3 separate regions of the Sus scrofa genome follow, and all the other regions are linked to region 3. Evidence: chromatin contacts called from public Hi-C and targeted proximity ligation data. All regions are on one chromosome and are shown on one strand. The core of a region is the stretch at or near the end of the contact, and the rest is flanking DNA. Distances in the headings are between cores, read along the strand shown. Region 1 holds the start of DUSP6 (dual specificity phosphatase 6). Region 2 overlaps LOC110260801 (a long non-coding RNA gene). Region 3 has its middle 170 kb from the start of DUSP6.

Region 1 (4,052 bases), core at 1,184-3,683, 170 kb after region 3:
CTGGAGATTCGCTTCTCCAGGCTCTCGGCCCACAGTCCTTCCTGCTGTGCTCAGGTTACCCTCGCCGTCTCACTGCTAAGCAGTGTCACAGGAACGTCCAGCTGGATCACAACATCTAGCATTCACAGGGCTTTTGGACACCGTGGTGTCCTGCAACTCGAAGAGCTTTTAAAATTACAAAGCCATGCTAGAATTCCTGTCTACCCTGTGTACCTCTGGGACCCGGCCCTCCTTGAGTCCAAAGATGGGTGGGGGGGATTCTGCTGTCTCCTTCTGAGTGCCCTCCCCCTTTCCAGTGACTGAATTCCAGGTCAAGAAGCAGACAGCGTTTCAAATACACCTGTGGCCTGCCGCCTTGTCAAAAGGCCCTTTTTCTTAACAAGAAGCTAAGCGACAGAATTGAGAATGCCCTTGGAACGTAGAGACCTGCAGTCCCACAAGTTAGCAACAAGAAAGGTGAACCCCTCGAACTCTAGGAATGGTTCTGAATTTTGCATTTAAAAGGCTGCGTGAGGGCTATTAGTCTCACCTATGAAAGAAATGGCCTCAGGGAAAAACTGGGACAGGTTTTGGCTCCAGTGATCAGAGATGGGGATCTGCTTGTATTTGAACTCTCCTGCGTTCTCAAAGAGGTTCGGCAAGTTGGGGGTGACGTTCAAGATGTACTTGATGCCGAACTCCTCTAACACGTCCAGGTTGGTGGAGTCCTTGGCACAGCCCAAGTAGAGGAAGGGCAAGATCTCCACGGGGAAAGAAGGCTGGCTGTTGGACAGCGGGCTGCCATCGGAGTCTGTTGCACTATTGGGGTCTCGGTCAAGGTCAGACTCAATGTCCGAGGAGGAGTCGGAGCTGATCCGCAGGCCCCCGAGCCCCAGAACTGGCAACGGCGGGGAGCTGCTGCTACACGAGCCGTCTAGATTGGTCTCGCAGTGCAGGGCGAACTCGGCTTGGAACTTACTGAAACCACCTGCCAGGACGAGAAAAGCAATCTTGTAACCCGAGATACCGTAGTAGTTTTCACAGGTTGGAGAGCCGCAGCCGGGCTCAGAAACACACCACAGCACCTTACCCCCCCACCCCCCAAACACAGAGACAAATACAGGCGAAAGGCACTTAAAGGTGCACCCTTGGGAACAGAACGAACAGGCCCGCCTCCCCTGGGAACCCTTATTTTTTTGAATCCGGAAATGCACAAAATGGCAACTTTTCTGAGTATCTACAAGTGCCAGAAGGTGCCTGCCTGCACCCCCACGGCCTCTGCAGTCCTGCGAAATCTGAATTCAAAATCAAACGTAGAGGGAAAGTGGGGGATATGCCGGGTAGGAAAAAGAAGAGCTAGTTCCAAAGAAACGACGCGTGCCTGTGGCCGGAAGCGGGTCGATTCCGCGCGGGCCCGGCTCGCGGGCCGCGAGAGATTCGCCGCCGGGAGCCGGCAGACAGCTCCTGGCGCACAGCGCGGCTCTGAAGCGCCAGCCAAGCGCCACAGGGGCGCTTCCAGTCGGCGCGCCCCGCCTGCACCCGCAGCCGGGGTCCCCCGCCCTGCCCCAGGCGCGGGACGCCCCCGGCGCGTACCTTCTAGGTAGAACGCCCGGCAGCCCTCGTCCTTGAGCTTCTTGAGCAGCAGCCCGAGCACCGACTCGCCGCCCGTATTCTCGTTCCAGTCGCTGCTGCTCTCATCGTAGAGCACCACGGTGTCGGTGCCGCAGCGCCGGGTGAAGCGGTCCCGGTCCTCGCCGCGCGTGAAGAGCGCGCGCACCGGCAGGTTGCCCTTCTGCAGGCGCCGCAGCATGATGCCGGGGATGGCCACGTTGATGGCCGACTCGATGTGCGACGACTCGTACAGCTCCTGCGGCCGGCAGTCCATCAGCAGCAGCCGCTCGTTGCCCAGCTCCAGCTGCTCGTTGAGCCACGCTACCGTCTTGCTAATCGCCATCTCCGACGCGAAGGGCACGGGTCTGAGCGTATCTATCATGGGGGTCGAGCGGCCGGAGAGGGCGAGGTGCCTACCAGACTCCCCTCGGGGCAGGCATAGGCCGAGCGCGCCGCGCCAAAGCCGCCGCTCTTGGAGCGGGGTTTAATGCCACCTCTCCTTTCCCGAGCCGGGTTAGCGGTTGGGGCAAGCGAGACAGAAGTAAGCCGGCGGTTCCCTCTGCACCCGGCTGCAGCCGCACGCTCTTGGTGTCAATGAATCTCTTTGAATGAAGCTGCCCAGACAGTTTTGTTCCTCCCCGGTGAATGAAATCCAATTAATTCGGACTTCGTGCTACTGAGAGGAGAGGAAAAAAAAAAAGTCCAGCAGCTCCTGAGCCCTCCCTCCAAACTGCACCTCAAATCCACCCGGGCGGCTTTCTCCTCGGATTATTAAAGCCTGGATTTGCTCACTCTCCCTTGGACTCAGCCCTCGCACACCCCCTGCGCGAGGCAGCTCCTCAATGGATACAAACAGCGAGCGTCTCAATGGATACATTCTCCCCGCCAGCCAATGAGCACGCTGCGGAAGGGGCTGTTGCCGTGGGGACGGGCCGGCTGGAACAGGTTGTGTTGATGAATTGTTAATGAGTTTGTCATTCACAAAAACGGAAAGGAATTTCCGCTCCGGATAAGCCCCAGTGCAAACAAGCTGCAACAGCGGGCTCGGCGGGAGGAAGGAGAAAGAAGGGGAGGCGGCGGCGGAGGAGGAGCAGGGCACACAAACCAGGGCACTTCAGTTGTCTCATGTTTCCTTCTGTTGAGAGTTCACACTTAGCGTCGGAACTTTTGCGCACAAATGGTGCAATTAGCAGGCACAAAAGCCGTTGTTCGCGACGCCTGTGCGCGCAAGCTAGCTTTAGGGAAACTAGTGCTGACTTCTTCGCTTTTATTCCCTTTAAACTCCTTTGGACTGGAGTTCACTTTAACCTCCCCCTCCTCCCGTAGGCAGTGTGTGGCATTTGTTTGCCAGTTTAAAAAGCCCGGCTCTGTTTGCTTCGATGTTCTTTTAGCCGAGACTGTGTTGGGGCTGGTGGACTGCCTGGGCTTTAGTGACCGATGAGGTGTTAAATGCTAATCCAACATCTTTGGAGACAAACCAGGGTTTTGTTGAAACATTTTTAAGCAAGCAAACAAACAAATGCTTGGTTGTCCAGATAATAGAAAGCAAGCTTTTTTTTTTTTTTTAATAGCGCTTTAATTATTTTTTAAAAACCGTGGAGGCTGTAGAAACAAACTCGTTGGGCAATCCGGTGCTTTTATTCCTCTCAGGCGGCGTGGGGGCGTTATGAGCCATTGTTCCGGGGATCCGACCCCCTCACCCGCCGTCACCTACTGCACGCGGCGGGGGTCGCGCTCCTTCATCATTTCTGAGCAGCGAGCTCAGCTTCCGACAGAGGAGCCGGCCTGGCGGGGCTGCCTGGGCTAGGTGCACCAGGGCGTCCGGAGCCGGGCAGGCAGCCCCCACCATCCGCAAAGCGTGAGGAAGTCTTCCTGCGAGGCCGGCAGGCCGCGGGGGCTCAGGAGAGCTCCGCGCATTGCCTACTGTAAACCCAGAGGCTTGTCAGAGGAGAGGCCGCCCGCCCCCACGCTCGACATCCCGCGCGGGGTTACCCTCTTCCCTGCGCGGCAGCAGCCCCCTCCCCTGCGTCGCCGGCGACTCGCACAGCACCGCCCGCTCCTGCGCGTTGCGCTCCTTGCCGGCGCCCGCCGCCTCCGCCTCCGCGTTCAGCGGGCGGGGGCGCCGGGCGACCCCCAAGGCAGGTGGGGGGGCCCAGGGTGGGACTTGGGGGTCTGGGGCAGGTGTGGGCTAAGGAGGAACGCCAGCCGGGCCCCCCTCGCTCCCGAGGCGAGCTGGGAGTCCTGGGAAACGTCTCCGCCACGGTGCAGGGCTCGCAGGTAATTGGAGAGGTGCCGGGCAGGCCCCCTCGGCCGGGGGACCGCGGGGCAGGGCGGGCGGCTGGGGGCCGGATGGAGGCGTGGCGGGCCGGGGCCGCCGTGGCGGCGGGGAGGCGCATTCCCGGCGCGCAGAACTCTATTGTTACATACAAGCACCGGGCCTGGCGCTCCCGAGCGGAAAACCA
Region 2 (4,143 bases), core at 1,469-3,968, 200 kb after region 3:
TTGGGCCACTCCCGCGGCATATGGAGTTTCCCCGGCTAGGGGTCAAATCCGGAGCGGTAGCCGCTGGCCTACGCCACAACCTCAGCAACGCAGGATCCAAGCCGCGTCTGCAACCTACACCACAGCTCACGGCAACACCGGATCCTTAACCCTCTGAGCAAGGCCAGGGATCGAACCTGCAACTTCATGGCGCCTAGTCGGATTCGTTAACCACAGAGCCACAACGGGAACTCCACCATGGCTATTTAACTGCAGAACCCTCTTTCCTAATCGCTGTTCTACTTGGGGGCACAGAGCTAGACCTTAGGCACGGGAAGCAGAGGCCCCGGATGATGACGGATCTGCTTAAACTCAAATGATAGGTCTCCACCAACAGAATGAGATGGCTTCTACTGCCTCATCCAACTAGAGAAAAGCTGGAGAGTCTTTTGATATTTGCCTATAAATCTACAGGGGAATATCTTTTGAGAGTTGAGCTGAGAACATCCATGCCACATGACGTGGAATCTTGGCAGACTTCTACTCACGAACCCAATTAAGAGCCTGTCTATTCAGTCATAAGAATCATTTCTAAACCACTGGAAACTAGCCATGTTCCAGCAGGAGTCTCCAATCCCACCTGGGTCTGTTCTGATAAGAGCAAACCTGGCGAATGATCATCTGTTTCATAATAGCATATTTATCTCAAGCTTTCAGGGGAGTCATCTTTGAAAAAACTCATCAGCAGAAAGTTAACTGTTGTAATAAACTGATGTTGATGGTACAGGTTTTATTACTTTTGTTGTTTCGGTGGTTTTTCTTTTCTTCTTTTTTTAAGAGCTCAATAAACCACACTGAATGTTAACAATCCATTGGCTCTAAAGGGAACGGTTTTCGCTCCCAGAAAATTCATTTTGCCTCCCCAATCTGAACCTATAAACACAAAAGCTTTTTTGTCTTCTAAAAAGGCTTAGCCTTAGTTGTTTCCACAAGATCAGCCCCATTGATCTGAAGCACCTGTGCTTCTAGAAAATGTAGGACATTATCCCTTTTGACCATTTGTCCAGGAAGCTGTGCTTGGACTAATGTTATTTGTCCAGCTGGGTATTCTGATCAGGACAGCAAAGATCAAAGCAGTTGAGGATTGTGTAACCTGGAAAGCTCTGTCCTGATAACCAAGCCTGGAGCGTACGGGTCTGATTATAAAACTCCCTGTTATTTATCCTTTTAGGACCCTGATACGTGGAAGGCAGTGCTGTCTGTAAGGGCCACAACCCACTTCACGGATTCCTAGGACCACTTTTAGGTCGTGCTGTAGTTCTGCTTCGTTTTCTACATAGGGAGCACCCAGAAAGCACGAGATGAAAACCCAAAGTGCAGTTATCAGTGCGGAGACCCTGAGATGGTTAAGAGAACAACGAACAGGGAGGAGGCCTTTGGAACCGCGTGCCCCTCCCCTCCTGGACAGGCCCCCTCCAGCCCTCCCCCAGGGAAGACGGTGCTGCAACAGCATCCCCTTGCCGCTCCCTGCTCCTGCACGCACCCCAAGGGCGGGAAGGCCGTGGTGAGCACAGGAAAAGACACTCATGGGGGAAACAGCCCTGGGTGTTCAGTGAAAGCAGGAGGGTTGGGGCTGGGAAGGCCAAAACAGGAAGAGGAAAAATACAGGACAGTCTGGCAAGAAAGGAAACACTCAAAGAGCCAAGAAAGTAATAGTAAAAACGATGGGATTGCATCGTGTGTATGACACTTTTGGACATGGTGAAGCCCTACAGGATTCAAAGACTCTTTCATTCAATAACAAATGTGCAAATGCTGTTCAACCTAATTTTTTTATTTAAAAATTTTGATTAAACAATTTAAAATTCTTACATAGCAATTTTCATTTTTTTTTTATTTAACAAGTTTTTATTAAAGCGTAGGGGGGTTTTGTTTGTTTTTCTTTTGGGGGCCACACTTGCAGCATATGGAGGTTTCCAGGCCAGGGGTCAAATCTGAGCTGCAGCTGCCGGTCTGTGCCACCTGCCACAGCAACGCTGGATCTGAGCTGCATCTGTGACTCTGCCACAGCTCACAGCAGCGCCAGATGCTTAACCCACGGAGCCAGGCCAGGGATCGAACCCAAATCCTCATGGATACTAGTGGGGTTCTTAACCCACTGAGCCATGATGGGAACTTGATTTATATTGTGTCAGTTTCTGCAGTACAGCAGAGTGACCTGGTCACTCACACACACACACACACACACACACACACACACACACACACTCCTTTTCTCATATTCCACCATGGTCTATCCCAAGAGACTGGATATGCTATAGTAGGATCTCATTTCTTATCCATTATAAGTCTCCCATTTTTAATTTAAAAATGAAAATAAAAATAAAAAGCTACAGCCTATATTGACCTGAGAAGCCAGGAGCTGAAGGGAGCCTTCGAAACTAGAAAGATGCAGGAGTGGCAGGCCCTGTGGGGAGCTCCCGAAGCTTTCCCTGACAGGGCCAGGCGCAGAGAGGGGAGAATCCTTTCCCACCAGGCACCTCCCAGCCTGGCAAACGCTGGCTGGCTGCGCGATGCTGGCCTCGCCCTGCTCGTTGGAAAAGAGCTTACAGGGAGGTGGGAGGGGAGGGATTGCAGAGAACCTGCTGGGGTGCCTCTTCCCTTTCTGAGTTTGAAAGCTTCTCAGGGAACTTTAAAGGCTGACAGCTAAATTTAATCAGAGTTAAACCATTGCAATGAAGTTCTTATGCAACACACATGACATGTGGCTCTGCCAGAACTTTCCCTACAAGGTAACGGTACAGACTCCTAGGAGCAGCCAGGCAGTTTGGAAATGAGTTCAGGGGAGCCAGGAAATGTGAAAATAGGGTTCATTGCTAATATCTCTTTCGGGGACTCAGGGCCTGCGGGTTCACCCGGCAGCGTTTCGCAGCTGGTATTCTGTAACCACAGCGCTCTGTTGCCGCAGTTTGGTGAAATTCTTCATACATGGCATCTTGACTGCATTCTATATTTAAGACAGTCTCCCCCCCCCCCCTCGGGAGCCTTCAAATGTTTTCTGCAAAAGGAGCTTGCATAAATGTTACAACCAGCGACTTGGACTGAATGAAACAGAACATTCGTTTGTTTCCAGAGTCATCGACAACCTGATTCTGGGCCAGTTCTGTCTTTTGAGAAAGTGGACAGGTCCGCCTCTGGTTCACACTGGCTTGCCACATGATCTGTTTTCTTTACAAACAGATGTTAAGCCAACAGTGCTATGTCATGTCCCTGTGACAAGGTCTGATGAGAAGGCCACTTTTCCTCTGAGGTGGTCCTCTCCCCAACCTGTTACCCCCATCCAACCGTGACAAAAACATCAGACAAACCCAAACTGAAACTTTCTATGTGTCACATGACCTTTACTCCTTAAATTGTGAAGGTCAATCCCAAATGGGAAAGCCTGGGAAACTGTCACCGTCTAGACAGCGAGAAGAGACATGCAACTCGATGGGAACATACAAGGATAGTAGGTGAAAACTAGGGAAATTTGAATAAAGTAGGGTCTCTAATCACTGGTACTACATTATTTTTGGTTCCTTCGTTGTGACAGATGTTCCATGCAGATGTCAGATGTAAACAGTGGGGAAACTGAGTGTGAGGGACATGGAACTGGCGGTGTTAAGATAGTTCATAATACACTGTCTGTCTGTGAAGATAGCTTCACAACTTTTCCATAAATCTAAAACTCTTCTAAAATTGTTTACTAAAAATGTAAATGCTGGAGTTCCCGTTGTGGCTCAGCAGACACGGATCTGACTAGCATCCATGAGGGATGCAGGTTCCATCCCTGGCCTCTCTCAGTGGGTTAAGGACCCGGCGTTGCTGTGAGCTGTGGTGTAGGTCGCAAGACAAGGCTTGGATCTGGCGTGGCTGTGGGGTGTGTGTCTGGGGTGTGGGCCAGCAGCTGTAGCTCTGATTCAGCCCCTAACTTGGGAACCTCCATGTGCCATGGATGCAGCCCTAGAAAGACCAAAACGTAGAATAAAAATAAAAATAAATGCTCAAAGTTAGCTTGGCCTGTGGTTCAGCAAAACCTGTCGTTTAAGTCCATTCCTGTTTCCATTTCTGTCCCGACGGTCTCATTATTCCTGATATTTTACCAGGAGGAAAATGGAAACACAA
Region 3 (4,128 bases), core at 1,580-4,079:
AACTTGGTGCTAACAGAAGGACTTTGTGCCTCATTTTAACCTAAGCATTCCCTTTGATTAAAAGGATGGACCTAACACACTAAGTTAATTTTCCTGGGACTAATGAAAGAACATCTATCAAGGGAAAAAATCAAGGTTATGTACCTCGGGTCCCTAAGGATGCTTAGTTGAAGTAGTGGTCAGGTGCAATGCTATGAAGTACATAGAAGGACGAGAAGATCCTGACCGAAGAGAAAACACAGCCTCCTCCTCCCCAAATGCCCTGGCCCTCTGACCATGGCATTTGTGTTGGAGCTGTATTGGAAAAGCAGTGCTCTCTCTACCATAAGCCACAAAACCCTCAGTGGGAAACAATTTTATATCATCCCTCTCCTTCTAAAGAGATAACCTTGTCTAATACAAGGAGCTCAGATGTTTTGGAATCAGACAGGCTGAACTTTAAATTCCACATTTGTATATACAAGCTGTATAATTTGCACGTTTCCCATCCTTTCAAAACGTTAGTTTCAACCTTTATGCTATAAAAATCATAACATCTACCTCACGGACTTGCCAAGAGACTACAAATGAAATAACGCTGAATGCCCAGTAATGTGCAAGCTTTATAGTAGGCCCACTTTTAAAAAAATATTTGTTCCAACCATGTCCCCCATGGCAAGAGAGATTATGGGGAAGCATAACCGCTCTGGCACCTGGTGGGAAAGGAGGAACTGAAGGGCGCTCGAGGGAGTGTAAGAGGAAGCAGAGAGGGTGACACAGGCTGACTTCCACGGCACCTCCTCCACTCTCCCTTTTCACCCGGGCCGGGTCCTAATGACGTGGAGGTGAGGGATAAGATATCTGTGGGTCAGACCGAAAGTACAGATTCAGTGCATCGGACTCAGAAACTGGGCAGAGCTGCCCAGAGCAGATAATCAGTATAATCACCCTGATCTAATTCAGAGGCCTCAGGGTTCAATCACTCCCAGCTGACAGGTTCTCCTGTCACTGGAAGGAAAACCGCTCGGGCCAACATGTGACCATTGCTAATCGTTTTCCAATCTCAGTGTCAAACACGATTTTTTTCTTCCATGAATGAGTTCGTTTTGTTTTGTTTTGTGTTTTAAGATGATTCATGAAAGGAGGGCTCTTCTAGCCCTTGGGAAAACAGAGATATTCAACAAAAATTGGTTAGTGTTCATGTTAGTCTTCATCTTCCAGGTCTGAACACTTTCGTCTATAATTGGTCCACAGATATTTATTAAGCCCTGAGAATATTTGCTGTATCAGGCGCTGTGAGCGATAGGGAAGAGGTGGGGGATTCAGATTCCACTCTCAAGGAATTCACAACCAGCTAAGTCACACAAGACCTCCCCACTATGAAATAACTGGCCAATGGGACAAAACAAAAATATCTATTCTCAAGTGATAGCATGCAGGAGTGTCTCCTGTCCCAGAGTGTTGTCATGAAGCACAAATACAGTGATGCACAGAAAGCTCTAAGTAGGAACATGCGTGTTTAACAAATTACTTTTCCCCTCCCCCTATGAGAAAGTCCAGGGAAGAATATAGCAGGGAGTCACAAGGAGGAGCTTATCAACAGCAAATGAGAGATTCTGACAAAAAGGAAGGCACAACTGACCTCTTAGAGAACTGCTTTTGGAGTGTCATGATCAAAGTCAGTTAATTGCAAACAGGAAATAAGGCATACCCCAAATGTGTAGCCAGCAAAAACTATAGGATCTAGTAATGGTGGTTCTATTTCTTTTTTACAACATAAAGCTCTGTTTAAAAGGAGAGGGGGGTACAGTTTCTAGAATCCTCCTTTGCTCTAATCTGAGGCCATCAAGACAACCACATGGCCTTGTGCCTCCAAAGAACTCAAAGGTAGATAGAATCATTTTCTTTTTTCTATTTTTAATCAAAAAATTCTAAAATAAACATAAAATAGTTTTTCTAGATTCCCCCCCCCAAAAAAAAATTAGTCTTGTTTGTTTCATCAGCATTTTACATAGCAAAGCAAAAGAAGATAGAGGTTAATTCGCTCTTACTGAAAGAAAGTTAAAAGACTTGTGCCTAGGATCTTGCTAATCTCTGTTAAAATTATTCAGAGTTAGTTTTTACTTTAAGTCAATAAACATTGGCATATTATACTCGCTTTTTATATCCCTCATATCACTGAGAAAATATTGTAGGAAATAAAAGGATGGTGTCCTCCGGAGACTTCAACTCAATTGAGGCGACAGAAAATGTATGAGTAACGCATGTAAAGGACACTATGTCAATTTGGTAAAGGGCTAAAGATATTAGGAGGAAAAAAGAAAATGGTTAAAGGTGGACTGGGAGAGCTGTTTTCTTGGAATAAAGTGGATTGAAGTTGGATTTTAAGGAAAGCATAGGAATTTGAAGGCAGATGTGGCAAGGCCAAAGAGTGGGGAGAAAGAAGTACAGTTCCCCTGGAATCCAGGCAGGAAGAGCCCATGAGCAAAACCAAGGGTCCCAAGGACAGTCAGAAACAAAAGACCATGTATAACAGCCTAAAGAGACGGTTGAAATATCCTCTGTACCAAAAGGGACTTGACTAAAGCCAAGCTTCTAGATGGAAGAGCCCTACCTCCAGGCATTTCGGCCTAATTCATTGTTGTGTTATTACTCATGGTACTGTTTCCTAACTTCAGTATTTCAGCTCCAGGGTCCATTTTTTTCCCATCGTACTCATACAGCAGAAAGAGGAAATAACTCATCCAGTGGTGGGGATTTCTTAGTAGGGTTTTGAAGAGAGATGCCGGGGGTGGCTGACTCTGCCAAAATGTTTCCTTTTTCTCTTGCTGTTTGTCAGATATTACTGTTGAGCAAGCCTGGTGAGTGTCATCAACATGCAATCTCATCTGATTTATCTTCCTTTACTCACTCAAACTCAGCCCTTTGCCTCTTTTTTTTTTTTTTTTTCCTAGCTCATTTAGAGTTTCACAACCTCTTACCTTTAATTGCTGAGTAAGTGCAAAACGTTTGTGTATCTGGCATCAGATACTACAATCTCCAAGAAAAATGATTCACAGTCTCAGGCATGTCAGTGGCTACCTATTATACCTTGATATTTTGCTTTGCCATTATTTCATCTTAAAAGTTCGTTTCTATTTTCCTCACAGATTCTGTTTCAAAACAATACATTTTTGTGGCTGTATTTTCCTCCAAGTCCCTCCCTTTTGAAATGTGGAATAAATCTTATGAGCTCCACAGAGTTTCCAGTGTCAGTCTCTCTAGGGACCCATAAAAAATCCCACACCAATAAACCATTGATGCAAGTACAGGCAATGGAATATTTGGGTCTAGTGGGATCCTAAAGTGAACTTTCAATCACATGGACAGAGGAAATTAACATCATTTGCGGGTTAAAATCTTTCACAAGTGTCCTAGAGGTAGGACCACGTGGTTACTGCCACCACCCAGCTAACCCCGACGTGAAGTCTTTACAATTTATCCTTAAATCAACCTGACTTTCCTTGCATCAGCCAAGAAAATTTTGCTCCCGCCTTTCCCAGTTTCTCTTCTCTGCCTCCATCTCAATCGGCAGAAAAATGGTCTGAATTTTGACGGAGGTTTCCGGAGCAATTCCAGATGTAATTATTAGATAAATACATACAGTTTGAGCCTAGTGAAAGATAGAACAGTGCTTAAGTAGCTAAATAAAGTAGACAAGAAAAAAACGTGCGCTGATACTTTCAACAGCCTATGGCGTTTATAGATCCTGCCACTCCACACCTGTGCTTGGTAAACTTGGGGTAACTGGAATTTCTAAAGCATTCAGTCAAACTAGGAAGAACTATAAATGCATTAAAAAGTTTCTAGGGCCTGTCTCATGTCCCTGAATACAAGCTCTATTCTACCTAGAATCTTTTTATATAAATATCTTCTCCTGTCCACAAATCCCGAAAGGGTCAAATTCTGGGAGGTCACTTGTTGTCTCTGTCAACAGACAAAGGAAGCACCTGCTGTAAGATGTTTCCTGCCTGAGGCCACCCTTGCTTCCAAGTTTACTGCTGTATCCACAAAGACTTCGATAATAGCTGGAGCTTAGTAGGAGTTCACTAAATATTTGTTGAATATTGAATGAATTAACACATAAAAGGTCTCATTATTGGTAATGTA

The links. Hi-C and Micro-C count contacts between places; a contact is called where the count stands out from the background.
Region 1: a targeted proximity ligation map of alveolar macrophages shows a contact between it and region 3. A contact is called at or near these places in 3 of 5 promoter capture datasets (fetal liver and liver), 14 of 47 Hi-C or Micro-C datasets (alveolar macrophages, blood, embryonic fibroblasts and 6 more) and 2 of 2 datasets of targeted methods (alveolar macrophages and skeletal muscle).
Region 2: a Hi-C map of liver shows a contact between it and region 3, with 3 times the contacts expected there. A contact is called at or near these places in 2 of 47 Hi-C or Micro-C datasets (both in liver) and 1 of 2 datasets of targeted methods (alveolar macrophages).

Annotation. Positions count from the first base shown.
Region 1 is chr5:93,301,439-93,305,490 of Sscrofa11.1, reverse strand. It overlaps DUSP6 (dual specificity phosphatase 6), which reads right to left and starts at 2,433. Exons shown (of 3, transcript NM_001267842.1): 1 at 1,573-2,433; 2 at 530-967. The coding sequence starts at 1,972.
Region 2 is chr5:93,272,811-93,276,953 of Sscrofa11.1, reverse strand. All of the region lies in intron 1 of LOC110260801 (a long non-coding RNA gene), which reads left to right. Among named protein-coding and RNA genes, the nearest start is that of DUSP6, 28 kb to the left of the region's middle.
Region 3 is chr5:93,474,017-93,478,144 of Sscrofa11.1, reverse strand. No RefSeq gene overlaps it. Among named protein-coding and RNA genes, the nearest start is that of DUSP6, 170 kb to the right of the region's middle.